Linked DNA regions of Xenopus laevis: region 2 is linked to region 1. Evidence: chromatin contacts called from public Hi-C data. All regions are on one chromosome and are shown on one strand. Each heading gives the region's core, a stretch centred on a gene start, on an enhancer-like site or on the middle of the called end of the contact. The rest is flanking DNA. Distances are from core to core; before and after follow the strand shown.

Region 1 (5,303 bases), core at 2,803-5,302:
TTCCCAATGACACTAAAACAAGACCTGGAAATAATCCTCCCTGCAACAGTACACAAAATATATGGTTATATGTGATATGAGATACATATTGTGGCCACCAGTGTATAATAAAAGCTCACAGCTGTGAATTACAGGATTATGCACATGCACCCCTGATATACTTATAGTGATATCCTGCAGATTTAATATTATTATTTCCAGTAACCTTAAATTGTACAGAGAATTGCAAAGGCACATTTTTATATCTAAATACTGCAATGTGCTACTTTTTACATACAGTTGTCCAATAATTTGTTACATTGCATATGCAAGTATTGAATTATATAATGTCATACAAGCATGGCTGTGGAGACTTTGAGAATACTTGGGGTGGGGGCATAAATATCCCATGGTGGGCTGTATCTAGCCTGTGGGCTTCCAGCAGGAGGACAGCGTTGACTTTAGGAAGGTTCGCCAGTTCATAAGGAGAGACCGAGTCAAATCTGTTACCTGACCATTAAAATATAAGCTTGTCAAGGGTGGTTAATATTTTTTTGAGCATTTACAACCTAATTACTGATGTAAAAGTAGTAACCTCCGCTGTATGCTGGCAAATGCACGGAGTTTGTCAGGTAAAATGGGATACCTAGAATTTATTGCATGCTCTAAAAATTATGATATAATTGGTATCCCTGAGACCTGGTGGGATGAAACATGTGACTGGACTGTGAATTTAAATGGTTACACCCTTTTTTGGAGAGACAGAGGGATTAAAAAGGGTGGAGGAATGTGTTTATATGTAAAGCCTGAATTAAAGCCATGCGCTAAAGAAATAACCATAGCTGGCACGGGGGGGAGTGTAGAATCCCTTTGGGTAGAGATTTGACTGGGCAAAAGGTTACAAAAAGAATTATCATTGGTGTATGCTATAAACCACCTCGTATAAGTGTCGAGTATGAAGCCCATCTACTCTTGCAAATACAAGCGGCTTCACAGCTGGGTCAAGTTGTTGCTATGGGAGACTTCAATTGTCCAGACATTGACTGGGGTAATGGGGTTGCCAAGACAGAAAAAGCTAGTAGGTTTGTAAATATGCTGAATGACAACTTTTTATTCCAGCTCGTTCAAGAACCTACTAGGAATAACTCTCTTTTGGACCTTGTCATAAATAATACTGAACTTATCTCTAACATTTGTGTGGGTGAGCATTTAGGGAATAGTGATCATAACATGGTCTCCTGTGAGATTCTGTTGCAGAAGCAATTCTATAAGGGAGTAACTAAAACACAAAATTTCAGACGTGCAAACTTTGACAGGATAAGGGCATCTCTGCAACATATTAAGTGGGAAATGCTTTTCACAGGGTTAAACACAGAACAAAAATGGGAAGTCTTTAAAATGCTGCTTCATAAATATACTTGTCAGTATATTCCCCTTGTAAGCAAGGAACGTCGTTGCAAAGCAAAACCTTTTTGGTTCAATAGAAGTGTTGGTGTTGAGGTGGGTAAGAAAAGATGTGCTTTTAAGGCTTTCAAGTTAGCTGGGACAGCCGAATCATTTATAAGGTACAAGGAGGCCAATAAATCATGCAAAGAAGCTATAAGGCAAGCTAAAATTGATATAGAAAAGGATATTGCAGCAAGCAGTAAAAAGTTTATTATTTTTTAATAGTAAAAAAATGAAGCAGGAAGGGGTGTGACCTTTAGTATCAGAGGGGGTCAGCTGGTTGATGAAAACAAAATAAAACTCTTATTTTTAGTCTACACAAATGAGGAACCAGTTAATGAAGGTTTCCTTCTTAATAGTCCCAATTCTAGTAATACAACTAATGATGCATGGTTCACACATGAGGAAATTCAAAAGAGACTAGAAAATGTTAAGATTAACAAAGGTCCCGGGCCAGATGGTATTCATCCCAGGGTACTTAGCAAGCTTAGCTCTGTGATTGCCAAACCTCTTTACTTAATTTTTCAGGATTCATTGAGATCTGGCTTAGTGCCGAGAGACTGGCAAATTGCTAATGCGGTGCCTCTATTCAAAAAAGGACCCCGTTCTCAGCCTCAAAACTATAGGCCAGTTAGTCTGACATCAGTGGTAGGAAAGGTTTTTGAAGGGTTAATAAAGGATAAGATACTGGACTTTATAGCAAATCATAATATTATGAGTGTGTGCCGGCATGGTTTTATGCTTAAAGGACCAGTAACATCAAAAAATTAAATTGTTTTAAAGTAATAAAAATATAATGCAGTGTTGCCCTGCACTAGTAAAACTACTGTGTTTGCTTCAGAAACACAACTATTGTTTATATAAATGAGCTGCTGTGTAGCAATGGGAGCAGCCATTCAAAGGGGAAAAGGCTCAAGTTACACAGCAGATAGCAGATAAGCTCTGTAGAACATAATGCTATCTGTTATCCATTAACTATTCTGTGCCATATAGCCGTTTTTCAATTTCCACCAATGCTACACAGCAGCTTGTTTATTTGAACTATAGTTGTGTTTCTGAAGCAAACACATCAGTTTTACCAGTGCAGGGCAACACTACATGATATTTTCATTACTTTAAAACACTTCCAGTTTTTGGTGTTACTGTTCCTTTAATAGATCTTGCCAGACTAACTTAATTTCTTTTTATGAGAAGGTAAGCAGGGACCTCTATTCTAGGATGGCAGTGGATATGATTAACTTAGACTTTGCTGAAGCATTTGATACAGTGCCACACAAAAGGTTACTGGTTAAATTAAGGAATGTTGGCCTGGAACATAGTATTTGTACCTGGATAGAGAACTGGCTAAAAGATAGACTACAAAGAGTGGTGGTAAATGGAACATTTTCTAATTGGACCAGTGTTGTTAGTGGAGTACCGCAGGGCTCTGTACTAGATCCCTTGCTTTTCAACTTAATTAATGACCTGGAGGTGGACATTGAAAGTACTGTTTCTATTTTTGCAGATGATACTAAATTGTGCAGAACTATAGGTTCCATGCAGGATGCTGCCACTTTGCAGAGTGATTTGTCTAAGTTGGGAAACTGGGCAGAAAACTGGAAAATAAGGTTCAATGTTGATAAACGCAAGGTTATGCACTTTGGCAAAAATAATATAAATGCAAGTTATACACTAAATGGCAGTGTGTTGGGAGTTTCCTTAAATGAGAAGGATCTAGAGATTTTTGTAGATAACAAGTTGTCTAATTCTGGGCAATGTCATACTGTGGCAAATAAAGTTCTGTCTTGCATAAAAAAGGGCATTAACTCAAGGGATGAAAACATAATTATGCCTCTTTATAGGTCCCTGGTAAGGCCTCATCTGGAGTATGCAGTGCAGTTTTGGACTCCAGTCCTTAAGAGGGATATAAATGAGCTGGAGAGAGTGCAGAGACTTGCAACTAAATTGGTTAGAGGGATGGAAGACTTCAATTATGAGGGTAGACGGTTGGGGTTGTTTTCTCTGGAAAAAAGGCGCTTGCGAGCGGACATGATTACACTTTACAAGTACATTAGAGGACATTATAGACAAATAGCAGGGGACCTTTTTACCCATAAAGTGGATCAACGTACCAGAGGCCACCCCTTTAGACTAGAAGAAAAGAACTTTCATTTGAAGCAACATAGGGAGTTCTTCACAGTCAGGACAGTGAGGTTGTGGAATGCACTGCCGGGTGATGTTGTGATGGCTGATTCAGTTAATGACTATAAGAATGGCTTGGATGATTTTTTGGACAGACATAATATCAAAGGCTATTGTGATACTAAGCTCTATAGTTAGTATAGATATGGGTATATATAATTTATGTGAAAGTAGGGAGGAGTGTGTATGGATGCTGGGTTTTCATTTGGAGGGGTTGAACTTGATGGACTTTGTCTTTTTTTAACCCGATTTAACTATGTAACTATGTAACTATGTTTGTAAACAACTGATGTGTCCAGAATAGAATATACACAGGACTGTGACATTGTGTTAGACTCTTACCCTTCCAAACATCTCCAAAGCAGCCTTGTCCCAGTTTCTTAACCAGATTGACGGAATCTCGAGATATTTCCCAGGCATCTTTTGAAAGCCCCAGTGTTTGGGGTTTCTGGTTGACACATGGACTTGTAAGCAGGTGACACAACCCATCATTGAACTCTGAAACGACAAAAAAGTAGATGAGAGAGTAAAGAGCTATATCTATCTGCTTTAGGACTCAAAGGGTATGATAACATGAGCTGCCATTAGAACTGTCTTTATTGGCGGCAGGTACTCTGGGAAAAACAGACATCTCAGGCCCCGTACTTACACAGTAGGACCAATCTGTGACATTGTAACTGTTGTTAAATTACAATCAGCTGAAAATGGTTGGGTACTGGGAGATGCAGTAGTTCAAAATAGGCAGCAGTCATTGTGCGAATTGACGGTACTTGTATCTAAAGCTGGTCCTTGTACTCCCACATAGTTGCACCTGGTTATGATAAATCCGTCCTGCCTCTTGTTCCAATTTGTGCACAAGTGTATCTGGATTTATGCCAAGGCTGAAAAGGCCCAGACCTAGGGCGGCTTGCCACCACTATACTCTGGTGCCATGTTCTGCTAGTTTTAGAATGAACAAAGGTGTACTGGGCACTGTGTGGAAGATTCAATCAACCGTCGAATTTCCTGGATGATGTATGATTTATCCCATTTATTTCAACCATAGGTTGTGACTTTGAACATATACGTATATGCTTTTATTTGTATGCCACACCGTGTACTAGCATCTAAAGAATCATGCACAGACTTCATTTTGAACCCCACATATTTACACTTGCTACCACTGTATTTATCCTTCTTCCTTTTGCAAAAGTGTGTCCAATGATGCTGGGGAACCCTGCACCTAAAGACTCATGCATTGAGTAGACTTCATCTTGACACCAGCCTTCCATGTATAAAATAATCTTCAGGAGGGACTAGGTCGCATCTTTAGGTGCACAAACTCTCCCCTCCATGACCCTATATCATAGTTACATCGCTGCTACTACGCCTTCTCATAGTGGCTAGTATCCCCTTTATTCCTACTGCTGTGTTACCTGCACAAGCAAGGGGTGAACGTGTGGGTACACTGCATTTTCCTTTCTGCCAACAACTACTGTGTGCTATGTACAGAAAATTCACTCCTGTCTAAACCCCTAAAAGAAAATTTTGTGGCACACTGGTATTGTCCAGAAATAAATTAACCATTTTACTGAGCTGAACTGTGGTCAGAAAGATTAGTAAAAAAACTGATGGAGAAAGAATGCAATAGAATCAGGGGAAGACATACTGATAGAAATACAAGGATACTGATGATATATTTGAAATCTTTCTAACGT
Region 2 (4,925 bases), core at 2,212-4,711, 160 kb after region 1:
GAGTGTCTAGAGCCATTTACACAGGTATGGTAAATCATTCTGCAGAATAAATAGTGTTATAGCTTGCACTATTGTGGCTAATCTATTGACAATAAACTGCTTCAGTACCTTTCCTTCTCCTTTAATAGAGTAGATTGGACCCTAGCAACTAGTTTGCTGATAAAAATTCAAATTGGAGCCAAATAAATAAAGCTAAATAATTTTAAAAAAAACACACAAAAAGGTTTGTTCATTCACATGTACTCCGGCCTGCCGGACAAATGCAAAAAAGATGGTTAAGACTCACATGTAAAGAAGGAATGTTTTATTGTGCCCATCGGCAAATATGCTGTTGTACAAACAAATAAATAAAAACTTTAAAAAAAACCCACAAAACAAAAGATCAATTGAATATCAATGTCCACATCATACTAAAAGTTAAATACCCACCTTAAAGGAGAAGGAAAGCTACGGAGGCATTTTATTGCCAATAGATTAGCTGCAATAGTGCAAGCTAGAATGCTATATTTATTCTGTAGAATGTTTTACCATACCTGAGTAAACAGCTCTAGAAACGCTCTGTTTGTTTAGGATAGGAGCTGCAGTATTAACATGGTGTGACATCACTTCCTGCCTGAGTCTCTCTCCCTGCTCTGGGCTCAGATTACAGTAGAAAGGGGAGGGGGGTGGGGAAGAGGAGCAAACTGAGCATGCTCTTGCCCAGGGCAATGAGGTTTAAGCTGAAGGCAGGAAGTCTGATACAGAAGCCCATGTGTACACAATAGAAGGAAAGAAATGCAGTGTTTCTTTTGACAGGGGACTCAGAGCAGCACTACTTTGGGGGTTTACTGGTATATTTAGATGGACCTTTCTGATAAGGCTTACTTAGTTTTAACCTTTCCTTCTCCTTTAATAAAATACAAGATGCCCATTTTTTTTAAATGGTACAAAGCTTGTTTGATATTAGTAAGCAGCAACTTTTGAACAGACATAACTTTGCTATAGCCAGAAAAGCCATAAGCAACATCTGTTGTTTTCAGAATCAGAACCAGTAAGCATGTTGTCCCTTTAATAACTTAGTACATTCTTGTACAAATGTGAGAAATATTGCAAGGAACAGATAGGGCTGGTGAATATTGGGTTCATGCTGGTGGTTGTTAACAGAATGGAACTACAATTAAGTTAAACCCATTACCCTTAGTACAAACAATTTGATGATGTGAAAATGTGAGCAGACTGCCAGTAAGGACAGACCCCCCTCATTTGGAGATAAAATTAGAGAAGCCTCACTGGGTTGCTTATTTGTCTTTAACCAGCTTAGAAGAGATCTAGCAAATGTTGAACCTGATTGACTTATGCCTGATTTCAGCCCAGTTAGCTAGGTACACAATGATGTGATAAACGCCTGAATTATCCTAATGAACTTTAACCAGAGCTGTGTGCATAGAATATTGTTTGCACGCTGCATGTATGTAGTGCCAGCAGGACAACCCAAATCCTATCAAACATAGTACCCTTACCCACGACAGAACTTCAACAATCATTTTTGAACACTATTTAGTATTAAGTGTTTGGTAAAGCCATTTGGTTTTGTTTATGTATTAACTTATTCACTAATTTATACACTGATTTTAGGATCTAATTAACATATGAACATTAACCGAATGGTCTCCAGAAAGTGATTGGACATTGCTATATTTGATATTATATATTGTGTATGAGTATGGAATTCACGTGATTTTTTATGTCTTTTTCACTCTTTTTTTGCTAATTGATTTTTTTATATGGACTATACAAAGCAAGGGACTAATAGAAGAATAATAGAATAATAGAAAAATGAGAAATATATGATTTCAATTTTTTTAATATTTTGAATTTTGCACATGGATTGTCACTAATTGGCTAATTAACAAGGGTATAAGGATTTTGTGGGAGCATGCTAATCTGTATGACAAAGGGGTCCACCCCCGAGACTTTTCATTAGAGCCGGCATAGGACAGAAGGAAAGCGTTTGGGAGATTGATCGCTGCAAAGACGATGCGATTAGTCGCCAGGCAACTAAATCTCCCCGAATCGCCCAGTGTGCCCCCACCCTAAAGGGGTTGTTCACCTTCCAAAACAATTTTTTCAGTTCAGATGTTCTGATAGTTCACCAAAAAACCTTTTAAAATGCTTCTATTTGTAACCATTTTTCTAATAATGAAGTTTAAGGGCAGATTTATCAAGGGTTGAAGTGAATTCGAGGGAATTTTCAAGTAAAAAAAATTCGCAGTAATTTTTTGGATACTTCGACCATCGAATAGGATACTATAACTTTGAATTTACTTCGATTTGAAGTAAAAATCGTTTGAATATCCGACCATTCGATAATAGAAGTGCTGTCTCTTTAAAAAAACTTAGACATCAATACTTCGCCAAATTAAACCTGCCGAAGTGCTATGTTAGCCTATGGGGACCTTCTAGACCATTTTTCTAAGTCTTCACACAGCAAAGTAAAATTGTTCGATCGTACATTAAAATCGTTTGAATCGTTTGATTCGAACGATTTAATCGTACAATCGAACAATTTTACTTGATTGTTCGATGGCCAAATTCGGTGAAAAATACTTTGACTTTGATAATCAAAGTATTTCAATTCGATGGTCGAATTTTGAAGTATTTTACACTTCGAAATTCGACCCTTGATAAATCTGCCCCTTAAAGTTTCACTTTTTTTTTCTTATGTCTTTCTAAAATAGATGCTGTTGAGAAAGGCGTCAACTAATGGAGCAAATTGTAACAATTCTGTATCGTCTGTTTATAGATTACTGAGCTGCCAGACAGAAACTGTTAAAAAAAAAAAAAAAAAACGCCAACAAATGGAAAAAAAAAAAGAAGTATTTCTGATGAACAATCTGAAAACAACTAAGCTGAAAAAAAGTGTTTGGACGGTGAACAACCACTTGAACAATTGCACCCCACCTGTCTAAATAGCATTCTCTCTTGGTTTATTCACATATGTTTTGGTGCACTCCAGTTGGGATTTCTTATGTTTCCCTATTAGCAGTGGGCTCTTCCTCTGACTTCTATAGGAATCTTGTGCCTGAAGGTAAGCTTGAATACTGTATTTTGCCCTATTTATTTTCTGGTTTGGTTGCTATAATCTGCTAAAGCAAAACAAAACAGAAAGGGTAAATGAAAAAGTTGGTATTATTGAAAAGAAGTACATTTTGGATTTGGATGCTAAATAAACCTTAAACTCAAGAAAGAAAATGGTTTATTGATGCACAGTGATGTCTCCAATAGCCTTCTCTATATATAATACAAGTTCCAACAGTTGCTTTGCAAACAGACAAGTAAACTTTTGAATCATAATTTCAGCAAATATACTGTTGTGTGCCTCAACTAAATATAAACACTACCTTCTTTCTGTGCTATAATCAGGTTAGACATTAAAGCCGTTTATCGGATTAGGATTAGCAAAATGTCTTCTGTCTGTAGTTTTATATTGAGTGGAACAAAGTAGAACGGTTCAGATTTTACAGCAAGCTGAGTATCTCCAGCTAACTAACTACCAATAACACCCATGTCACAGGCATCTTTTATTTAGTTCCACTCTCGTAATACATGAAAACTGCTTCAAAGGATTCTCAGTTTACACCAGCCTTATCCCCGTGGACCTAAATTTCCAGAGTTCTCACTGCATTATAAGGAAGACCTTACTTTTCTCTCAGCTGTCCCTACATTTCACCGCAAGAGCTCTTAAAAACCATTTACATCAGCTATAAACTATTTACTGTATCTTGGTTCCTGCTGCAGTACTTCATATAAATGGCTCAAGACATGACAGAGAAAGATCTGCTAAAGATGGAAGTGGAACAGCTCAGAAAAGAGGTCAAAACTGAAAGGATAATGGTAATTAGACTTTAATCTACTATACCAGTTATAGAGAATTGACCACATGTCTACCAATATCCCCTACTAGTTCATTATATAGTGTTCCTTTCACTCTCTGTTGTGTTACCTATAAAGGGATTTCATTTAGAATGGGGAAAATGAAGCATTATAATGGTTATGCCAATGCTATTATATGCACATTCCTACAGTATATGGCAATAACAATATATTTATTATAAGTGTGAAGACTTAGGAATGCATCTTTGTCAAAATGTTTTATACCACTGCTCTATGAAGGCAACCTAGAGCAACCTTGATCTCCCTACACTGCTTATGTGCATATCAATCCTGTTTTGCTGCATATAATCTCATTATTATTGGTTGATGTATGATACCTGCCTGGCCAATAAGTGGCCAATTTTCAAATATGAATAATAAATGTATGCCTAATTATATGAATACAGGGTCAAAATGGGCCGGCATGACACTAAGAAATAAAACCAATGACTGGGGGGGGGGGCTCAGTCCAACACTTTATGAATAAACCAGATCACTAAAATGAATTAGGCTGTAATTTACTTAACATTTATAAAATACATTAAATGTCCCTGTCATTATTATTACTAATCATTTCCATTACATTACAGAGATATGAAAGCATTGACACATTAAACATTAAAGAACTAAAGGTATAATATATAATTTGGGGGTCGAAAACATTAGGCATTCCCACCCTCATTTCTTCCTGTATAAGTAAATAATCTCTTGTACAGCACTGCTGAATATGGTGTCACTCAATAATTGGGCAGCAAAAAGGCAGATACACTGTACAGTGAAACCTCAATTTTACATACCCTGATTTTTACACCATTTTTTGTCATCCCATCAATATATAATGCATAATACATTTCCCTGATTTTACATTTTCCAGAATTTTACACTGTTTTTTCTGGTCCCCTGGAAAAAATGTAAAATGGGAGATCACATCTAACTGGATATCTGTGATTAAAATAGCGTATGAAAGAAGATTTTTATCAGTCTGTGTATGTGTATATTCGAGTTATGTCTTA

Evidence for each region. A called contact is a pair of places that touch in the nucleus more often than the background predicts.
Region 2: a Hi-C map of the XTC cell line shows a contact between it and region 1, with 4 times the contacts expected there. The contact joins the promoter of gngt2.1.S here to the enhancer-like site in region 1. A contact is called at or near these places in 2 of 4 Hi-C or Micro-C datasets (the XL177 cell line and the XTC cell line).

What each region holds. Positions count from the first base shown.
Region 1 is chr2S:68,194,584-68,199,886 of Xenopus_laevis_v10.1, forward strand. fgr.S (tyrosine-protein kinase Yes) reads right to left here. Exons shown (of 14, transcript XM_041583923.1): 9 at 3,949-4,104. Among protein-coding and RNA genes, the nearest start is that of fgr.S, 29 kb to the right of the region's middle. Within about 2 kb of position 4,053, at least 1 of the 7 cell types and tissues checked has an H3K27ac peak or open chromatin away from gene starts, as enhancers often do.
Region 2 is chr2S:68,355,772-68,360,696 of Xenopus_laevis_v10.1, forward strand. It overlaps gngt2.1.S (guanine nucleotide-binding protein G(I)/G(S)/G(O) subunit gamma-T2), which reads left to right and starts at 3,462. Exons shown (of 3, transcript XM_041583926.1): 1 at 3,462-3,703; 2 at 3,742-3,873. The coding sequence starts at 3,790.